Regions from separate parts of the Callithrix jacchus genome. Here all the other regions are linked to region 2. A link is a contact called in public Hi-C data. All regions are on one chromosome and are shown on one strand. The core of a region is the stretch at or near the end of the contact, and the rest is flanking DNA. Distances in the headings are between cores, read along the strand shown.

Region 1 (3,917 bases), core at 1,256-3,755, 130 kb after region 2:
GAGCTTCCGATAGTTGTTTAGGTCACAAACCATTCAGTATGCAAGGACTTGCTTCTTCCTTGATTAGAAATCCTTATTGACTTAAATTTACCAGCAATTCAAAATATGCAGTTGATTGGTCTTATCCCCACTCTTCAGGTTGTACTGGGAAGGTGAACTGCAGTTCACCTGAAGGTATGGTTTTGGCCTTTTAGGCTATTTTTTTCCCCTCAAATGTGGACTAAGCGTAATGTAGTTTTGAAGCTAAAAATTGAGCCTACCTTAAATAATTCTCAAAAAAAAAAATTATCATTTGATTGGGCACAGTCTCTCATACCTGCCTTCACCTTGCAATTAGAAAGCTCAGATGGTAGGGTTGGGCGCAGTGGTTCACACCTATAATCCCAACACTTTGGGGGGCTGAGGTGGGTGGATCACCTGTGGTCAGGAGTTCAAGACCAGCCTGGCCAACATGGTGAAACCCTGTCTCTACTAAAAATACAAAAATGAACCTGGTGTGGTGGCAAGCACCTGTAATCCCAGCTACTCAGGAGGCTGAGGCATGAGAATTGGTTGAACCCAGAAGGAGGAGGCTGCAGTGAGCTCAGATTGTGTGCCACTGTACTTTGGCCTGGGGGATAGAGCGAGACTCTGTCTCCAAAAAATAAAAAAGAAGAAGAAGCTCAGATGGTATATTTATTTGTATGCACCACTTTTCATTCCTAGTAAGAATGTGCCTGTGGCTTGGAATGACAATATAGAGGTAGTGTCAAATTGCTGTTATGTTTCTTTGGCTGCAAATTCTCCTTGCATTCCAGGGTTGAAAGTATGGAACTTTTCTTTTTCTAAAAATCAAGACATTGTGGAAAGAGACCACTGGTATGTTGTTTTTCATAGAGGGCTTGGAAGTTTCAGCTTTTCACTTTGTTTCTGAGATATAGATTTGAAGGATTGTAACCTAGAGAAAAGACTTTAAAAGTTGTAGATTACAGCCCGGGCGTGGTGGCTCAACTCCTGTAATCTCAGCACTTTGAGAGGCCAAGGTGGGTGGATCACTTGAGGCAAGAGTTTGAGACAAGTGAGCAACCTGGCAAATCCCTGTCTCTACCAAAAATACAAAAATTAGCCTGGCATGGTGTTGCACACCTGTAATCCCAGCTACTCACGAGGCTGATATGTGAGAATCTCTTGAGCCCAGGAGGCAGAGGTTGCAGTGAGCCAAGATCACACCACTGTACTCCAGCCTAGGCCACAGAGGAACTGTCTCCAAAAAGAAAAATAGAAAAAAGAAAAGAAAGTTATAGGTTATAAAACATAAAGTAATCTTTCCACCTCTTAGAAGTTGCGCATCTCTGATAAGCTCAGGACCCCTCAAAGATACCACAGCGAATCATGGTTGTTCACTATACTTTTCAGGCTCCATTCAGGAACTAATTTCTTATTTTTCATGTTAATTTTAGATACCTAGAACGTCCTCTGAACTCCTAGTCTGTTTTACAGAACCATTTTATAAGGTGCTTTTACAGAACAGCAAGAGGCTAAAGGCTATAGGCAAATGTGTAGTTTTTTTGTTTTGTTTTGTTTTTGTTTTTGAGTTTCACTCTGTCACCCAGGCTGGAGTGCAGTGGCTGGATCTTGACTCACTGCAACCTCCACCTCCCAGGTTCAAGCGATTCTCCTGCCTCAGCCTCCCTAGTAGCTGGGATTATAGGCTCCTGCCACCACGCCTGCCTAATTTTTGTATTTTTAGTAGAGATGGGGCTTTATTATGTTGCCCAGGCTGGAAATGTGTAGAAATATTATCTGTTCTTCCAGGCTTAATTTTTTGCATTAGACCTTTCAGTTTTATTCGGCCTGTTTTGAGTTTCATGACTGTTCACAGTCTGTCAAGAACGCTCCATTACTTATAGAGCATATGCAGACTTCCTAAACTATGAAGAGTATTTCTCTGTCTCCAAGAGCAGTCATCTGCATATAGCCCAAACCGTCTTAGGGTATGTGTGTATGAATGTATATATGTGTTTGGGAGTTAGGGAATACTATCTTTAGTAGCCAGTTTTTCTGACCATTTATGTTACTTCTATGCACTAGTGACTTGTTTCTTTGCTCTTCCCAGGTAAATATGCAGAGGACATTTTTGGAGAGCTTTTTACCCAGGCAAATACCTTTGCCTCTCGGGTAAGCTCCCTTGCTGAGAGGGTTGACCGACTACAAGTTAAAGTCACTCAGCTGGATCCCAAGGAAGAAGAAGGTATGAAAGCTGAGCTCAGCATTTGCAGGCTCTGCTGAACAGTTTTGTAGAATTTTTTCCCTGATTTATTAAAAAAAAAAAAGTGAGGAGAGAAATCACAGAGACCTATAGAGTTCTGCTTTGAAATGACACAAGCCTGAGTGGTGGGAAGAAACCTTCTAGCTCTACCACACCCCCACATATTCCTTTCTCCCATTTCCCCAATTCCTTCTTTCTCAGATTTCCCCTCCCTCAATCGTATTCTGCTACCATAAAAGTACTTGGAAGATTCATTCCTCCTAAGGAGAGGCCTGCTAGATCTGGCCACATAGTAAACCTTTGTGTTGCCTCATTTTGTTCAGTCGTGAAATGACTGGGCTGCTGACAGCCTTGTGGGGCTTCCCCGAGCAGGAGGGAAAAAAAAAAAAAAGCCTGGCTGCAGACAGCTGCAGCCAAGAAATGCAGCAGCTGAGGCCTCTCTGACTGGTGTGACTCAGTGTTTGCTCAAATAGCCTGTCGTCCATTTTCTAATGCCTTCCATCTTCTCTCAGTGTCACTACAAGGAATCAACACCCGAAAGGCCTTCAGAAGCTCCACCATTCAAGATCAGAAACTTTTTGACAGAAACTCTCTCCCAGTGCCTGTCTTAGAAACATACAATACCTGTGATACTCCTCCCCCTCTCAACAATCTTACCCCTTACAGGTAATGGCTGGCTAGCTCCTCCCTTTTTCAACCTGTGGTTAATAACACTAGATTGTCTTTTTATCTGAAGTGGTTGTTTACATCAGAGGCTTGTATTTAAAAGCATACTGCCTACCCCCATGTTGGCTGTGATGGCAGAAACTAAAATTTACCCCATAGACACTTGTCAGTTATTATTGTTTGGTTTCTGAAATGCATAGTGAGTATAATATATATTGAAAGTTTACTGTAACATTGCATGCTACAAAGTTTAATTTCATATAAGCCAAGTCCATCTTGGATTCCATCCAAGGAATTTAGTTATTATAGAACCAAAAGGACTTTGTTACAAGGCAGTCCTACAGCATGGATCCCAGGGGCAACATTCTAGCAAGGCTCCCACTTACTTGGAAACCACCAGATTACCAGATGTTTGGGCGTGTTAGTGGGGCAAGCCTCTTGGACTGGCTGCTCTGGGCCCAGAGGGGTCTTTCCAAAGCTTAAGGAGTAATTGGCATTCTTCCAAATGAGCATTGTTCACTTTGTTTTGAACATCCTTTAGACATTTCCTTCTGAAAGGACCTACCCTGCTGTGGCTGGACTTGAAAAACAAGGTAGCCTTATAGACAACTTAAAGCCCCTCTCTAGTGGTTTGGTAGTTTTGCGGTCCTGCAAAAAACCACTGAAGAGGGGCAGAAGGCGAATATTTATCTTGCTTACATCCATACGTATCTTTGGAGCAGGTAAAAAGTAATTACAGATAGCTGGAGGCGGATGTCTTCTGTCAGACATGTGTACACTACAAGGTAGAGAGAGAGAGAGCGCACACACGTGCACTTGCGCATCCCCATGTGAAATTCAAGAACACCAGTCTGATTCAGGGAACCTTCTCACACAGATATAAAGTACATGGCATCTGTCCTTCATTTTACTGTGTAAAATTATGTTTTGCCCTTGGCTTTCAAAGAGACCAGCATAGCAGGACAGAGATTTGACTCTGCATCCTCCATTACTGAGTCTAGTT
Region 2 (4,278 bases), core at 716-3,215:
TGAGAAAGAGTTGGAGATACAGAGAAGGAGAGTGGTAAGGAAGAAGAGTTCACAGAGGGAGTTGCTACTCTCAACAGAGGGCTTAAGCAGAGAGGACCAGGACACACTCATTCACCAACAGCAGTGAGCAGTTTTGACGCCAGGCTCTGGAAAGCAGTCATTGGCCTTAGTTTCCCAACTTGAGCCCCTGTGTGTCCATCCAGTGCTGGGTACTGGGGAGACAGGCATGGCCCCTGTCCTCCAGTTCAGCCTCCATTTGGTACCTGTTATGTTCCAACAGGTACACAAAGAACCTGAAAACACCTGGTAGAGAGTGGCAGGTGCCCAGAGCCAGTGAGAAACAAAGATTTGCACTGGGCAGCTGGGTGTTGTGGTCAGAAGTCAGCCCTCTGCCCCCTTGATGAGAAAAGGGACATTTGTGCTGGGCCCTTTATGTAACACCGCCTCACTGATCCTTCACAGCAGATTACGAGGTGGGGTGTGTCTCCCAACCACAGCCCCCTGCCTCCTTCCCTGTCCTACCTTAGAGAGACTTGAGGAATGAACCTTGCCCAGGGGGATCCATTAGCCAATAGAGCCAGGATTAGCACCCAGTACTGTCCGTCCTGAGCCTGGGTACTCTGCCATATGGCTGCCTCTCATCTCCCCACACCTCTATTTCCCCATCTGCAAAAGGACAGGTTGGATTGGACAATCCCTACAACTCTTGCTGGGTCTGACATCTTAAATGGATTGTGAGGTTCTGTGGAAGAAGCTGCACTTGAGCTCGACCTTAAAGAATAGGCAAGGTTTGGACACACGGAGACCAGGGGAAGGGCATTCCAGGCAGAGGGAGCTGTGGGCAAAGGCAGGTCACATCCCAATGTGAATTAGATAAAAGCTCAGAGGAGACAGAATGGGGAATGTGGGTCCCAACTGATCTCAGAGCTGTGGCTGATGGGACAGAAGACAGCACAGGTCAAGCAAGGAGGGGCCTTGGGCCTGTGCAGACATCTTCTCTGGGCCTCTAGATGGAAAGTAGAGCCAGACAGACTGGCTCCACATTGGGCCCTGTGGGCTAAAGATCGACCCTGTCAGACCCTGGGGACAGGGGTGGGAGGGTACAAAGGGCCCTCCAAGGTGTTCAGGAATCTCCAGTCCCTCTCCCTTCCCTAATCCCTCTCAGGCCTGACCTGAGGCCAAGAGAAATGTCACAGGTCCTCCAAGGTTACGCCAGCTGGGGCCTGACCGGAGCAGGAAGCAGTTTCCAAGGCCACCATCCAGCCAGGGTCAGCAGACATGCCCGGGCCTGGGCCAGGCCCCAGCTGCTCTGGGCTTTGTCTCTTCGTGTCTTGAAACCTTGAGAGGTCACTTGATCTTGCCTGTGGCTCTGAGCAAGAGGCCTCACGTCGGGGCTCAGCTAGTCCTGCCCTGACTCTTCTGGGCACAAGTTCTTCCCCACACTCTCTGAGGCCATCCTCCCTCTGATCCTATCTCTGGCTGTTCCTGCAGCCATGCTTAAGCCAGGCCTTGTTCTGAGCCCTCATTTCCTGAAAATAATCTCTCCATGACCATGCCGACTTGCCCTCCTTTTTCTTATCTTCTCACATCCCAGAGCAGGGCCACGGAACTGGAGGATGGTGGCTGGGAGCCTGTCTGTGGACATAGATAGGCCTCTGTGTATCTATTCCAACCTAGTCCATCCCTTACCAGCTAGGTGACCTGGTGAGTCATGTCACCTGATGAGTCACGTCACCTCTCTGCGTCTCTTGTGAGAATTAAATGAGATTACACATGAAGCCCTTGGCCCGGTCCCTGGCACACAGTGAGCACGTAGTCAATGGCTGGTGATGGGTAGGTAAATACCCTACACAGGCTGAACTCCGGGGCCTCTGACCAGCCTGTGTGAGTCACACACCTCTAACCCTCGCCTCTTGGACCTTCCTACAGGACCACAGCCAGCCCTCCCTCACCTGCACCCCTCCTAGGAAGGAGCTTGTATTCTAGTGTGGGTTTGGGTCCTTGGAGGAGGCTTTGTTATAACACCTAGTTCTTTGCTTTAGCAATTAGGCTGAGTCCTTCCTGGGGGACCCAAGGACAAAATGACCCAGCATAGCTAGACACCTTGTCATCACAGTCATGCCCACCAATCCTCTCCCCTACTGCAAATAATATGAAACATTTTCTTGTGACTGTAATATGTCATGATTTGTCCCCTAGCAGTTGTGCCATCTTTGTCAGCATAACCTTTGCTCCCATAGTGCCCTGTGTTTGTGCTGGAAGGCTGGGGGAAGTAGGTGAATTCTGTGTTCACACATATGAGCTAGTGACGTGCTCGGGGCCAGGCATTATTTCCAGTGCTGAGGGTGTCACTGAGCAAGACAGGCAGTCCCCTGCAGGGCCTCACAGGGCCTGCAGCCTTTTACAGGTGTTTATTTAAAATCTCCACATGGGCCAGACTTGGTGGCCAATGCCTGTAATCCCAGCACTTTGGAAGGCTGAGGCAGGTGGATCACTTGAGGCCAGGAGTTTCCGTCTCTACTAAAAACACAGAAGATAGCCAGGTGCGGTGGCGTGCACCTGTAGTCCCAGCTACTCGGGAAGCTGAGGCAGGAGGATAGATGGAACCTGGGAGCCGGAGGTTGCAGTGAACCAAGATCACGCCACTGCATTCCAGCCTGGGTGACAGAACAAGACTCCGTCTCAAAATAAATAAATACATAAATAAATAATTAAAAAAAAAAAAACCTCCACATGGGCATTGCTCTTAGAGCAGGGCCTGGGAAACTCCCAGGAGAAGGATCAGGAACCACCCACTAAAACCGTGTGAGCAGGGCAGGCAGCAGGAGTTTCCTGGAGGCAGGAAATGGGTCTTGACAAATTTGAGACTTCAGAGGCTTTAGCTCTAGCTCAGCCACCAGGGTCTCTGGCCCAACCCCCTCCCTGCTCCAGGCATGCACCCCACCTCCAGCCCCCTAGTTCGTTCTCCCCATTATGGCCACCAAAGTGCTTGTTTTTTTGAGCATTTTTAGATGCATGGTGTCTGGTGTCCCTAAAATATTTATTGAATGAATTGATTAAAACACATCTGCTCCTGTAACTCCATTGCTCTACACCTTCTGACTGCATCCTTCCCTCTCCAGCCTCGTTCCTTGCCTACAAAATAAAGGCCCAACTTCCCAGCACAGAATTCAAGGTATTCCAGGCTTCCTTCCTGGCATCCAACCTTTTTTTTTTTTAGCCCCACCTTACACACACACCCTTATTAGCTGGGAGCATGCGTGGAAGCAGGAGGGAGCTCTGGGAGGGCTGGCTCCCAAACGTGCCCCATGCTCTTGCTGTTCCTGGCCTGGGTGGTCCTTTCCTACCCCATCTCCCACCTGTCAGTTCCTATCTTTCACTCAGACATCACTTCCTCCAAGAAGGGTTCCAGGATCTTTCTCAGGCCCAATTAATCTCTAACCCTTTCTGCATTCCTGACGGCCCTTCCTGGGAATGCCCTCCTCTCCACACCATCAGCTCCTTTAGGGCGATTATTCATCTCTGGGCACTGTCCTTCTCTCCCCCACCCAGTGTCTCATCATGCCTGGGACATTTCAGGTTTTCTGGTTTTTTTAAACTTGAGTCAAAGAACTAGATGTAGAATAGGAAGATTTTTTTTTTTTTTTTTTGAGATAGAGTCTTGCTCTTGTCACCCAGGCTAGAGTTCAGTGGTGCGATCTCGGCTCACTGTAACTTCCATCTCCTGGGTTCAAATGATTCTCATGCCTCAGCCTCCCAAATAGCTGGGACTACAAGCATATGCCACCATGCCTGTCTAATTTTTTTTTTTTTTTGAGACGTAGTCTTGCTCTGTCACCTAGGCTAGAGTACAGTGGCGCGATCTTGGCTCACTGCAAGCTCCGCCCCCTGGGTTCAAGCAGTTCTCCTGCCTCAGCCTCCCAAGGAGCTGGTACTACAAGTATGTGCCACCACATCCGGCTAATATTTTGCATTTTTAGTAGAGACGGGGTTTCACCATGTTCTCCAGGATGGTCTCAATCACTTGACCTCGGGACCTGCCCGCCTCAGCCTCCCAAGGTGATTTTTTGTATTTTTAGTAGAGACGGGGTTTCACCATGTTAACCAGGAAGGTCTCGATCTCCTGACCTTGTGATCCACCCACCTTGGCCTCCCAAAATGCTGGGATTACGGATTACCACCACCCCTGGCCTGAATAGGGAGACTTATAAGAGGAAAGGTTAAGCACTGGGGAATGAGATGGGACAATTTCACCCTGTCATCAGGATATGCTCCTAA
Region 3 (4,278 bases), core at 1,193-3,692, 120 kb before region 2:
GCACCAAATTAGGGTCTCTGCCTTCAGAAGAAGCCCCCTCCACTTATTCCCTTGGATAACATCAAGGCCAAGAGAGGTGGACAGCTCTGTTCTGGGATTTTAGATCTCAGGCCTCAGCAGTCTTTGGGCTGAATGATACTGGAAATGACCAGTTCTTTGCAGGGAGACTCCGCCTTCCCTAGGATCCCTTGGGACCAGCCTGCACAGGATAACTACTTGCCTCCATTCTGCAAGTGACAGCAGGGGCTAAGGCTACCACAGAGGATGGGACCCAGTTTCTACCTACGTGGGGCTCACGGTGCACACATTAGGAACCACCTCTTTTCCTTCCCTGTCACCACCTCCCCACCCCCAACTCCTTTCACTCATCCTCACCTTTGCCAGCTTTCAGGAACCACAGCCTGCGGCAGAAGGGTGAACACACACCAGAATTCAACATTGCAAGGCGAGAGGTGCTCAATGCGCTTTTATTTATTTATTTATTTTTTCTTGAGACAGAGTCTCACTCTGTTGTCCAGGCTGGAGTGCAGTGGCACAATCTTGGCTCACTGCAGCCTCTGCCTTCCGGGTTCAGGTGATTCTCCTGCCTCAGCCTCTCAAGTAGCTGGTATTACAGGCACCTGCCACCACCCTCAGCTAATTTTTGTAGTTTTAGTAGGGAAGGGGTTTCACCATGTTGGCCAGGTTGGTTTTGAATACCTGACCTCAGACAATCCACCTGAGCTTCACTCCCAAAGTGCTGGGATTACAGGCATGAGCCACTGCACCCGGACTGAATGCCTCCCTGGCAACGGCCTTCATAGAGGCACAGAGCTGAATCTCGGCCCAGTTTCAGGGATGAGTCACCTCAGACAAGCTATGTACTCTCTTGAGGTCCCAGTCTTCTTGCTTTTTGGGTTTTTGTTGTTTGTTGTTGTTGTTTGAGACAAAGAATCTTGCTCTGTTGCCCAGGCTGAAGGGCAGTGGTGTGATCTCGGCTCACTGCAACCTCTGCCTCCCAGGTTCAAGCAATTATCCTGTCTCAGCCTGCCGAGTAGCTAGATTATAGGTGTGTGCCACCATGCCCAGATAATTTTTTGTATCTTTAGTAGAGACGGGGTTTTACCTTATTGGCCAGGCTGGTCTCCTGAACTCAAGTGATTGGCCCACCTCAGCCTCCCAAAGTGCAGGGATTACAGGCATGAGCCACTATGCCCGGACTGCTTCCTTGTTTTCAAAACTAGGGGTGGGGGTGTTAGATATCATGGTCTCCAGAGCTTCCTCCTCTAAAACATCTGCTGAGCCTGAAGCACATGCTTCTGAGTCCTCTCAGCCCTGTCAGATCCTGGCTTTCTGAGGATGAATTTTATTTTTGGAAGCAGCCAAAAGCCACTCTGTAGTGCCAACTTTGGTGACTAAAGTGGGTGACAGTGCGGGGAGATGCCATGTTTGGTCAGAAATGAGGGTAACTAGAAACTAGCAGGGCTAGTCTCCACTCTGCCTCTACTAAAAATATGAAAATTAGCTGAGCATGGTGGCGTGTGCCTGAAGTCCCAGCTACCTGGGAGGTGGAGGCAGGAGAATCGCTTGAACCCAGGAGGTGGAGGTTGCAGTGAGCCGAGATCGCGCCACTGCACTCCAGCCTGGGCGACAGAGCAAGACTCTGCCTCAAAAAAAAAAAGAGTCCAAAAATAGATACCATCTCTGACTGCCAATGGAGAGGTCCTATGTCCTCATCACTTTTCTCTGAACCTCGGTTTCCTAGTCTGTAAAATGGGGAAGGGAAGGGGTTGGACTCTCGTCCAGACCTAGAATGTCCTTCTCACGTGCTCCAGTTAAGAGTGTCTTGCTCTTAAATAAAGTACTTTAGAGATTTCCTTGTTCTTTGAGGGCCTTCCAGGCCCCTCCATTCTCTTGAACCACGGCAGGGGCTCTCACAATTTCATGGTGCTATGTGCCTGTATGACCACCAGGTGGCAGTACAGTCCTATCTTGGATTCCATCAGCCTTCATCATCCTAGAGCGCTCCACAATTACCAACAGCCCTGCCTAGGGCTGGCCCCACCGGGGTAACTAGAGACGGAAATGAATAGACCTCGCCCTTGCTCAGCAGCAGGAGCTCCTGAAGCTCACAAGAGTGGTCCATCAGAGAATCCCTGTAGGGCCCACCTCCTCCTCTCCCCTTCAAGTCCTCAGTCCTACAATTTGGGGATCTCCAAACTCCCGAGCCCAGCACTCAGGACTCTCTGCAGTCAGGTCTCACCTCCAGGCTCACTGCCTGCACTACCAGATCTGAGTCACAAGGATGAAAGTTAATGAGAGGAACCCGCAACGTGCACTTCCTGGCTGGGCAGCAGAGGGGGATGCTGGGAACTGGGCATCACTAGATTCTGCCTGGAAAGAGGGGTTGGGGCCAGCCAAGGGCTTGGGCAACAGTAGCTGGAGGCTACTGAGGCCGGACGCCTGTAGCTTCCTGTGAAGAACAGGGGAGCCACTTCCTTTAAGCAGATGGCTGGGAGGAGGAGTGGAAGATGAGGGAGCATGGGCTTCCTGGCTTAGGGGGAGGAAAAGGGGTCCCAGGAAGTCCCCATGAAGAGGCCCAGAGCAGCCTTCTCTTTCCCTCATTCTGGGCCTCCACGGAACAGCAGCAGAGACAAGGGAAGGTCATACTTGTGAAGCTGTGTGCCGTGAGGCCATAGAAAGGATAGTCAGGTCAGGGAGCAGGCTCATCTGTAGAGGCCAGTAAAGAAATGGAGTCTTGGTTATTCCAAAAAGCAAGTCCAAGCACCTACCCCTAGTATCCAAGTCCCAGTCACCAGCCTCAGAACCCAGACCCAAGTCCAGCCCCAAGTCCAGCCCCAAGTACTTGGCCTCAAATATGCAGCCCCCATTTCCCAGCTCCAAGCACCAGTTCCCAGAGAAGCGTCCAGTGCGGAGTCAGAAGCTGGCAGGTGCCCAGTGGTTCATTATCTGTGTGGGCATGGCCCCAGAAAAGAGCTTTTTTTTTTTTTTTTTTTTTTTTTGAGACAAGGCCTTGCTCTATCGCCCAGGCTGGAGTGCAGTGGTGCAGTCACAGCTCACTACAGTCTGCAGCCTTGACCTGGTCTCAAGTGATCCTCCCACCTCAGCCTCCCACTTTGGGATCACAAGCAAGGACCACCACAAGTGGCTAGTTTTTTGGGTTTTTTTTTGTTTTTTGTTAGATGGAGTCTTGCTCTGTCACCTAGGCTGGAATGCAATGGCGCAATCTCAGCTCACTGCAACCTTCACCTCCCGGGTTCAAGTAAGTCTCCCGCCTCAGCCTCCTGAGTAGCTGGGATTACAGGCGTACACCACCATGCCCAGCTAATTTTTGTATGTTTAGTAGAGATGGGGTTTTGCCATGTTGGCCAGGCTGGTCGTGAACTCCTGCCCTCAGGGGATCCGCCTGCCTTGATTAACCAGTAGAGTTTGCCTCCCAGCACCCATAGCTACCAGAGAACCACATGTTTTAGTAGCTCTAGGTTCTCATCTGCAGAAGGGGTAGGAGTCTTCACTCAGCCATGATCACTCATCCTCAGAACCCACCAAACTAAGCCCATTTCTCCTTCAATCTTTCACACTTGGGTCAAAAGCACCTCTAAGTATGCAGGTGCCTAGGCCAGACACCTTCCCAAAGGCTTTCCCCCCTAACTTTTCAATGATGGCTCCTTCACTCTTTGTTCTTCACTCACATGTCACCTTCTCAGAGAAGCCCTCCCTGACCACCTATTTTAAAATGGCCTCCTTCCTGAAATACCACAGGGGTATAAATTAGTAAAATAAGAAAGAGAAATAAAATAGCCTCCTTGTTTCTCTCTATCACAGTAATTGCCAACTTGTCTGCACCTTGGAATCACCTGAGAGCTTAAAATTATACTGATACCTATGTCTTACAGTGTGGGAACAACTGCATGTCACTCTTTTAATTTTCTGTATAAAGCCAGTAAAGAAATGGAGCCTTGGTTACTCCAAGAAATAGGCCCAAGACACCAACCTCAAGTGCCCAAGTCTAAGTCTCCAGCCTCAGAACCCAGCTCCAAACACCCAAGTCCAAAGTTTTACATATATTTACTCTTTTCATCCTTACAATAATTCTCTTGGGTGTTCTTAGGATTTGCATTTTACAGATGAAGAAATCAAGGTACAGAGAGGTTAAATAACTTCCCTGAGGCAAACAGCTAGCAAGTGATGGGACAAAGATCTGAACCCGGAGAGTCTGCCTCTGTAGAACAGTGCCTGGCATCCAGAGGGGCTCAATAAATAATTGTCCAATGAATG

Evidence for each region. Hi-C and Micro-C count contacts between places; a contact is called where the count stands out from the background.
Region 1: a Hi-C map of skeletal muscle shows a contact between it and region 2, with 4 times the contacts expected there. The contact joins two enhancer-like sites. A contact is called at or near these places in 3 of 3 Hi-C or Micro-C datasets (induced pluripotent stem cells and skeletal muscle).
Region 3: a contact with region 2 is called in a Hi-C map of induced pluripotent stem cells, with 2.7 times the contacts expected there. The contact joins two enhancer-like sites. A contact is called at or near these places in 3 of 3 Hi-C or Micro-C datasets (induced pluripotent stem cells and skeletal muscle).

Annotation. Positions count from the first base shown.
Region 1 is chr7:64,086,604-64,090,520 of calJac240_pri, reverse strand. It overlaps WASF2 (WASP family member 2), which reads left to right. Exons shown (of 10, transcript XM_078330844.1): 4 at 2,096-2,230; 5 at 2,761-2,914. Among named protein-coding and RNA genes, the nearest start is that of GPR3, 26 kb to the right of the region's middle. Within about 2 kb of position 2,505, at least 11 of the 16 cell types and tissues checked have an H3K27ac peak or open chromatin away from gene starts, as enhancers often do. A contact at or near this core is called in skeletal muscle, where this site is marked.
Region 2 is chr7:64,210,943-64,215,220 of calJac240_pri, reverse strand. All of the region lies in intron 6 of AHDC1 (AT-hook DNA binding motif containing 1), which reads left to right. Among named protein-coding and RNA genes, the nearest start is that of WASF2, 55 kb to the right of the region's middle. Within about 2 kb of position 1,965, at least 3 of the 16 cell types and tissues checked have an H3K27ac peak or open chromatin away from gene starts, as enhancers often do. A contact at or near this core is called in skeletal muscle, where this site is marked.
Region 3 is chr7:64,334,260-64,338,537 of calJac240_pri, reverse strand. No RefSeq gene overlaps it. Among named protein-coding and RNA genes, the nearest start is that of IFI6, 9.1 kb to the left of the region's middle. Within about 2 kb of position 2,442, at least 5 of the 16 cell types and tissues checked have an H3K27ac peak or open chromatin away from gene starts, as enhancers often do.